Linked DNA regions of Macaca mulatta: region 2 is linked to region 1. Evidence: chromatin contacts called from public Hi-C data. All regions are on one chromosome and are shown on one strand. The core of a region is the stretch at or near the end of the contact, and the rest is flanking DNA. Distances in the headings are between cores, read along the strand shown.

Region 1 (3,815 bases), core at 949-3,448:
CAAATATGATGCATTCCGGGGCTGGGCACGGTGGCTCACACCTGTAATCTCAGCACTTTGGGAGGCTAAGGCGGGTGGATCACTTGAGGTCAGGAGTTCAAGACCAGCCTGGCCAACATGATGAAACGCTGTCTCTACTAAATATAGAAAAAAATTAGCCGGGCGTGGTGGTAGGTGCCTGTAATCCTAGCTACTTGGGAGGCTGAGGCACGAGAATCACTTGAACCTGGGAGGTGGAGGTTGCAGTCAGCCAAGATCATGCTGCTGCACTCCAGTCTGGGCAACAGAGCAAGACTATCTCAAAACAACAACAAAAAAAACCTGCAAATGATGAAGATTATGTTGTAGAGTATCGAAATCGCATGCGAAGTCTCTGACAAATGAAAAGTTGGTGAAATAAAAATTGTTAAAAAGCCAACGATGACAAGATGGGCACTTCAGAAGGGTCACCTTTAATACTCAAGGGAAAAACACTTTTACCAAATGACCAACGCTTTTTCCAAATACGTTTACCGAAAAGAACCTTTCCAAATAGGACTACAAAAAGCTACAAAAACCTCACGTGAAGATTGCTGAATCTTAGTTTAACACAACCTTGGTGAAAAAGATACAGTCGGCCGGGGGTGGTGGCTCACGCCTGTAATCCCAGCACTCTGGGAGGCTGAGGTGGGCGGATCACCTGAGGTCAGGAGGCCAGCCTGGGTCAACGTGGTGAAATCTCATCTCTACTAAAAATACAAAAATTAGCCAGGAGTTGTGGTGGGCAACTGTAGTCCCAGCTACTCGGGAGGCTGAGGCAGGAGAATCGCTTGAACCCGGGAGATGCAGGTTGTAGTGAGCTGAGATCGAGCCACTGCACTCCAGCCTGGGCGACAGAGCAAGACTCCGTTTCAAAAAAAAAAGAAAGAAAGAAAAGAAAAAGACACAGACAAATCAACACTTGACTTATTCTACAAAATGAGTCATTGCTGCAATTATATAATTATTTTGTGAAAGATTTAAAAATTTTTTTTTATAATCTTCTAGGTCGATTTTCAAGACAAAAGTCCCAAGCAAGCCTCCTTTCCCACTCTTTTTGTGTATGCGTGCGTGAAATTTTAATCTCTGTTTAAGTGGGTCTACTTTGAGTGGTCTTTCTTCAGAATCAATTATCATGGACTAAGGAGTTCTTCCATTACCTTTGATGCCTCTATCAGGCACTCCAATAAAAGTTGAAATGCTTGTTCAACAACCTACCGGAAGTCCAAGACGGGGATTCAATACAAGTATTTTAGGCTACTTTCTTCCCTTATTGACTTACTGGACTGGGAGTCCTCTACATTAAGCCACATTACATTCTAAACTCCACTGAAGCCCTAGATCCATTCTGGGGATAGGAGACACCATTACATGAATTTCTTTTCTGAAAGAATTCTATTCCACAGAAGACTAACGATTAAGCCTAAAATCTTAAGATTCCATGATTTGTGTACAAAACACTGTGCTCATTGCGGTAGAAGAGGGGAACTGGAGCCACACAGAAGTTTAAGAATAGTCCTCGATCTTACACACTACAATCTGGGGGCCACAGGAGACTGCACATAAATTCAATGACTTCACGCAGACTGTATGTAGCCTGGCTGTAATTTCAGATTCTTAGTCTGTTCCCATATTTCTACTCATCTGACAGCTCAGAATAAAGGCATCTGCTGTCAGCTTGAGAAACTAAGACCGAACTATGATCACTCTATTTTCAACTGGTCTAGAACATGGCTTGGCAAAAATTACGTTCTTTCTCCCTTAACCCTGATTGGAGAGATCTGCCCAGATCTTGGCTGGTTTGGGGACGTGAAGACCCAACAAAAGGGAGCAGTATCACAAAGTCAGTGGCTCGGGAGACCCCAAGACCGGGTCAGAAAAGACCTTTCCGCTGGAAAACGGGCCCCTCTCCCACCTGCGGCAGGTCCCCGGACCCGCCCTCCTCCTTCCCGACCACAGGCGCGGCCGCTTCCTCCCTTCTCCCCGCCCCCCACCCGCTTCTCGCGCCTCCCCTGGGTCCCAGCTCCCTAGGGGAACGGGAGATGAGCAATGATACCTGGAGGTTGGGCGAAGTGGATGACATGGCGGAGTTCCCAGGCGGTTCCCAAGGGGAACGAGGGGCGAGAAAAGCCAACGGCAGCGACGTCCAACCGCGCCCGGGGTAACAGCCCCCAAACTGGGGAGTCCGGAGGTTCTCGGACCGCGAGCAGCAGCCTCCCTTCCGGAACTTGTTTTCAGACAACACTCTCTCCACTAGCAATCGGACCCTCCCCACCAAACTTCCGCAATCCCGAGCCCCTCTAGGTTCTGGTCCCGCCTCTGCTCCGGGCACTTCCGATTTCGTCATCAGCACGCGCGCACCCAGTCACCAGACTCCCTTCTCTCGCCACAGCGAAGGCCCTCCCTAGGCCGGGAGAAGTAGCCTGGAACCCAAACGAGCCCTGGCGGAAGTCGGGCTCGGCGCAGGCGCACTGAGACTCTGGCCTAGGGGCGGGGCGGCAGCCTGGCCGACCTAGGATAGCGCAAGCGCGGAAGCACAGAGCCGGTTGTGGGTTTTTTTTTTTTCTGTTTTGTTGTTGTTGTTGTTGTCGTTGTTTGTTTGTTTTTTCCCCACCCCCAGGGACGTCTTTTACTTTGAGATGAATTATTGGTCCTGGCTCCCTTCCCTCCTCATCCACGTGCCTTGTTGCCTCGCAGCGTTTGAGTGAAAAACTCATCCATTTCCAAGACCCGCCGTCTGGGGGCTTTGGGCCTGTGACTGCGCCTCCCTCACTGCGTGTCCTCTGTGGAATGGGGGCGATCACAGTCCTCGTCTCGGTGGTGAATAATTCAGGAGGGAGTGCGCGGTGAGGCGGCTGCGCAGCGATGCGTTAGCAGTCAGGCCGCGGGCGGGTCGGCGCTCGTTCCTGCTTGTTCTTCCCACGCCACTCGGCATCTTCCAAATGACTGTTGTGTTGGGAAGATGAACGTAAATAAGGCGTGGACGGCCGCTGTCCTCGAGTATATGTTCTAAGAGGGAAGCACTTGTCCTGTAAAATGGGCATTATGCCGGTTATGTTTACAGGCAAATGGCTTGAGGTTAAATGCGTCAGGGATTAGAGGCAGAACCAAGGTAAAACCCTTTCTTAGCCTTCCTATGGTTTGCAGCCACCACCACCGTTTTCTTCTTTTCATAGTTAACCTTCTCAAAGGAAAGCAACGTAGATGTTTAATCACTCCATCATTTTTTTCTCACTCATTCCTTAATTTTTTCTAATCTGGCATCTCCGAAAGAATTAAAGTCTTCTTCTCCTCCCTCTTCATTGGTATTGTCAACTACCCCGTTCTTATTTGTCCGGCTTCCTAATGTTCGTTTTCTACCTCCTTCACTGTCTCCCTTTCTTACTCCTCCCTGAGCTTAAGCTGAATTTACTCAAGAGTCTGATGTCCTCTTCTCTCTTTCTTCTCCACCTCTGCTCATCTTATTCTCTTCTTGAGCTTCAGCTATCAATAGACTAGAAGTCGCTTCAAATCTGGATTTCTAGACCCACCGCATCCCCTGCCCAGCATTTACAACAGTCTCACAGAGGTTTCCTTCACAGGGTTTTTCTGCAAGACAAATTCAACATACTCAAATGAATTACCTTCTACCCTAAACTTCTTTCTCTGGTCTCTCCTTAGAATAGTATTGCCAAATCTGTATCATCCAGGCTCAAAGCTCAGAGCCCTGTCTCTGCCCTGCATCTACCAGTCCTTTCTCCCTACTTGTGAAATTGCCTTTGCAAAATGATGACTGAGACAGTGAAAGAGATATAACT
Region 2 (3,815 bases), core at 840-3,339, 55 kb before region 1:
CAGAAGATTACTGTAAAAATATAGCTGTTGTTGGCTGGGTGCAGTGGCTCGCGCCTATAATCCCAGCACTTTGGGATGAGGCGGGTGATTTTCTGCTTTTTTCCTGCAATTTTACTACTGTAACTAGATAGATAACACTACTATATAAAATTGTTCTAAAAATGAAACAATTGTTTTAAGTTTGTTCTTAATTATGTACAGTCTAACCATCAGCCCCCTCTCCCAACAATACCGCCCAGTCAACTCCTAACAAATCTCAAGAACAATAATTACACTTTTCACTCTTCTTATGACATTAAAAAAGAAGACAGATGGTGACACCATGCGAATTATTCATGTCATTCTCACATTATTTAGAGTCTGAAATAATAATCCTGCATATTAAAGCAGGATGGTAAAAATAAGAAATTCTTCTTGGTCCACCTGAACAGACACAGCATTTATTATTTCACCTACGACCTGCAGCGGGATGGGGTTGGAAGGACTGGAGCCAAGGTTCAGTGAAACTGTCTTACAAAGAAGGAATTCCAATTTTCATTCTGCGTTTAACTTTACTTTTTGCAAAGTTATGCTCTATAAACACAAGCTCTGAAAGGATCCAACGTTTAAAGCCATGCTTTTGAGGCAGCAGTTCTCTTGCGGATGTAAAACTTTCAGAATTTAGTGTGCCAAGTTTTGCCTTTCTCCTTATTTGTTTTTTGTAATGAGTCCACAGTCTTTCCCCATTAGGAACAGGAGGTGTTGGAAAAAGCTAATAGCTTTACAAAGGAGAAATTAAAGAGATACATTTTCGCATTCACAAACCCTTCTACAGATTTAAAGTACACTAAGAGAAATGACCATCTTATCTTACACCAGCTCAGCAGGGAGGCTTGGATCTCCGGTGCAGAGATAGGACAGGAAGAGGTGTGCGGCCAGCTTTGTAATCAACCCTCCTTATTCCTAACTCCCCGATTCACTATGCCTCGGGATTGGGAGATCCAAACAAGAAAGCTGGTGAGAAAGCCACTGCAAACGGGGAAGTGCTGGGCGCAGGTAACGAGGCATTCTCTCTGTTTAAGAAAGGTGCCACATTTGTACAACAGGGATCGCTGAATATGCGAGCTTCCGCCAAGAAACAAAAGACACCCATCCACCTCTCCTTCATTCCTCGCACACTAGCCCTGTCATTTAGCTCATCCTTCCCACTAGGAAACAGCAAAGGATTGCATTGGAGCAGCAATCAGCAGATGCCACGCTGAGCTCAGAGACAAGCAGTGTAGACGGGACAGGCGTCCCAATACCGCTAAGCCACCACCGCCAGCCCGCTGGGTTCTGAGCAGTTTCCCCAGGTGAGTCACTTCCTGGAATCCTCTGGCAGCGGCTCTTCCAGTCACTCGCACAGGCCATCTTCCAGTTCCGAGCTGCCTCGGCGGGTCCCGGTGGCTGGGACCCCACCTCCCCGCTGTTTGCCCCCGCCCGGGACCGTGCGCCGCACCCTGCGCACCACCGACCCCTGTGTTTTGGCAAAGTTTCTCAGCCTTTCTGTGCCTCAGTTGACTCATCGGAAAAACTGAGGACAAAACATCCACATCCCAGGGATGTTGCGTGGATTCACGAGCAGCCACCGAACCCCTGGGCCCCGGGAACCCTGCGGCTGGCGCGGTCCCCCGTCGCACGCTCTCCCGCCCTAGGAGGAGCCCGAGGCAGTGGAGGGCGGGTCCGCGAGGCCGGGTGCCGGGGCCGGGGCGAAAGCGCCGGGGTGGACGGCGGCAGATGACCTTCCCCATTTGGCCATGCCTTCCTGGAGACCGCGGCCTGGAAAAAGGGACGCAGGCGGCGCGGCCTGGGCGGCAGAAAGGCCGCGCGGGCGGGGAGGTCGGGGCGCAGCAACAGGAGGCCACTCACCACCACATGCGCCCCGGGCAGGGCGAGGGGCTTGGGGCTGATGAGCGGAGACACCATGTAGAGCAGCAGCACGAAGGCCACGAGAAAGGCGGCAGCCAGCAGCAGCATCGCTCCGCGGGGCCCGGGGCCCGGAGCGGCCGGGCGGGGGGCGCCAGGCGGGGCGCGCAGGGCTGGGCGGCGGCGAAGCGAGAATCACGCGCGGTGGGCGGGCGCCTGGAGTGTTTGGGTTTGCGGGCCGGGGCGGGCCGCTGCGGAGGGGAAGAGGAGGAGCCGGCGCGGGCACCACCCAGGCGGGGCGGTGCTTCCAGGGGACGCGTAGGCTGCCCCCGCCGCCACCTCCGGAATCGCCTCTGGGGGGTCGCCGGGTGTCTCCCACCACCACCCCCTCGGGACGGGGCCCACAGTCCGCAGCCTCTCCCGTGGAAACCGGGCCTCCCGTCCCTGAGCGCTGCGAGCGGGCTCTGGGCAGCGCCCGATGCGAGCGCTCCGGGAAAGGCTGCGAAGACTGGCTCTTCGGGGGCTCGAGTGGCTTCTTAGGACCCCCGCAGGGCGGGGTTTCCAGGCCTGCCACGGCCTCCAGTGTGGGCGTGACGAGCGCTCCTCCCCGGAGTTCCGCCCTCGGCTTGGGACCACCCGCCGGGATGCTCGGAGGCCCTGGGGCATCGGAAAGGGCGGCTGGAGGCTCCCGGAGCCGGATCAGCCTGGGAGCCCGGCGACTACGCTCTGAAATCCTGGGCTCCATTCCGTATTTTCTTGGCGTTCTTAGAAGATGGTCACAGCCCACTTTCGCTTTTCGGAGGACCTGAAAGCCTTAACAGGGAGTTCTGAGAAATCACCAAAGTAATTCAATTTCATTGAGTTCAGAGTTCATTTTTACCAAGCAGGTTCAAAACAAATAAACAACAAACGCAAACAACTCAGCTTTATTAAGGTCTCATTCACATACTATACCATACAATTCCCGATTTAAAGTGCATAATAGGCCGGGCGAGGTAGCTCAGGCCTGTAATCACCGTCCTTTGGGAGGCCAAGGTGGGCGGATCACTTAAGATCAGGAGTTCGAGACCAGCCTGGCCAACATGGTGAAACCCCGTCTCTACTAAAAATACAAAAATTAGCTGGGCATGGTGGCATACGCTTGTAATCCCAACTACCTGGGAGGCTGAGGCAGGAGAATCGCTTGAACCCGGGAGGCAGAGATTGCAGTGAGATCGTGCCACTGCACTCCAGCTTGGGCGACAGAGCAAGACTCCGTCTCAAAAAACAAAAAATAAAAATAAAGCTCATAATAAATTGTTTTTAATATAGTCACAGTTGTGGACCCATCACTACCATAAATTTTAGAACATTTTTGTCACAACCCCCCAAAATCCTATACTTATTAGCAGTTACGACCCATTTCCTCCCAAGCCCTGCCCAAGCCTAAGCAATCCCTCATCCTTTCTGTCTCTATAAACTTGTCTATTCAGGATATTTCACATAAATTGAATCTCATAATGTGTAGCCATTTTCATCTTATCTTTCACTAACTGTAATGTTTTTAAGGTCCATCCATGATATGAACTACATGTTAATACTTCATTTCTTTTTATTGCCAAATAATACCCCATTGTATGACTATACCACATTTTAACTTTCCACTCATCAATTGAGGAATATTTAGGTTGTTTCCACTTTTTGACTATTAGAATTATGCTAACTGTAAATATTCATTTACAGGTTTTTGTGTGGGCATATGTTCCATTTCTCTTGGGTATATGCCTAGGAGGGGAATTGCTACATCTTATGGCAACTCTATGTTTAACTATTTGAGGAACTGCCAGAATGTTTTCCAAAGTGACTACATTTTGTGTTCCCACCAGCAGTGTATGTGGGTTCCAATTTCTCTACATCTTCACTAACACTTGTTATCATCCGTCTTTCTGATT

What was found. Hi-C and Micro-C count contacts between places; a contact is called where the count stands out from the background.
Region 2: a Hi-C map of liver shows a contact between it and region 1, with 2.5 times the contacts expected there. The contact joins the promoter of KDSR here to the promoter of VPS4B in region 1. A contact is called at or near these places in 3 of 14 Hi-C or Micro-C datasets (cortical neurons, fetal cortex germinal zone and liver).

What each region holds. Positions count from the first base shown.
Region 1 is chr18:17,466,892-17,470,706 of T2T-MMU8v2.0, reverse strand. It overlaps VPS4B (vacuolar protein sorting 4 homolog B), which reads right to left and starts at 2,198. Exons shown (of 11, transcript NM_001257678.1): 1 at 2,075-2,198. The coding sequence starts at 2,101.
Region 2 is chr18:17,522,011-17,525,825 of T2T-MMU8v2.0, reverse strand. It overlaps KDSR (3-ketodihydrosphingosine reductase), which reads right to left and starts at 2,089. Exons shown (of 10, transcript NM_001257943.1): 1 at 1,888-2,089. The coding sequence starts at 1,995.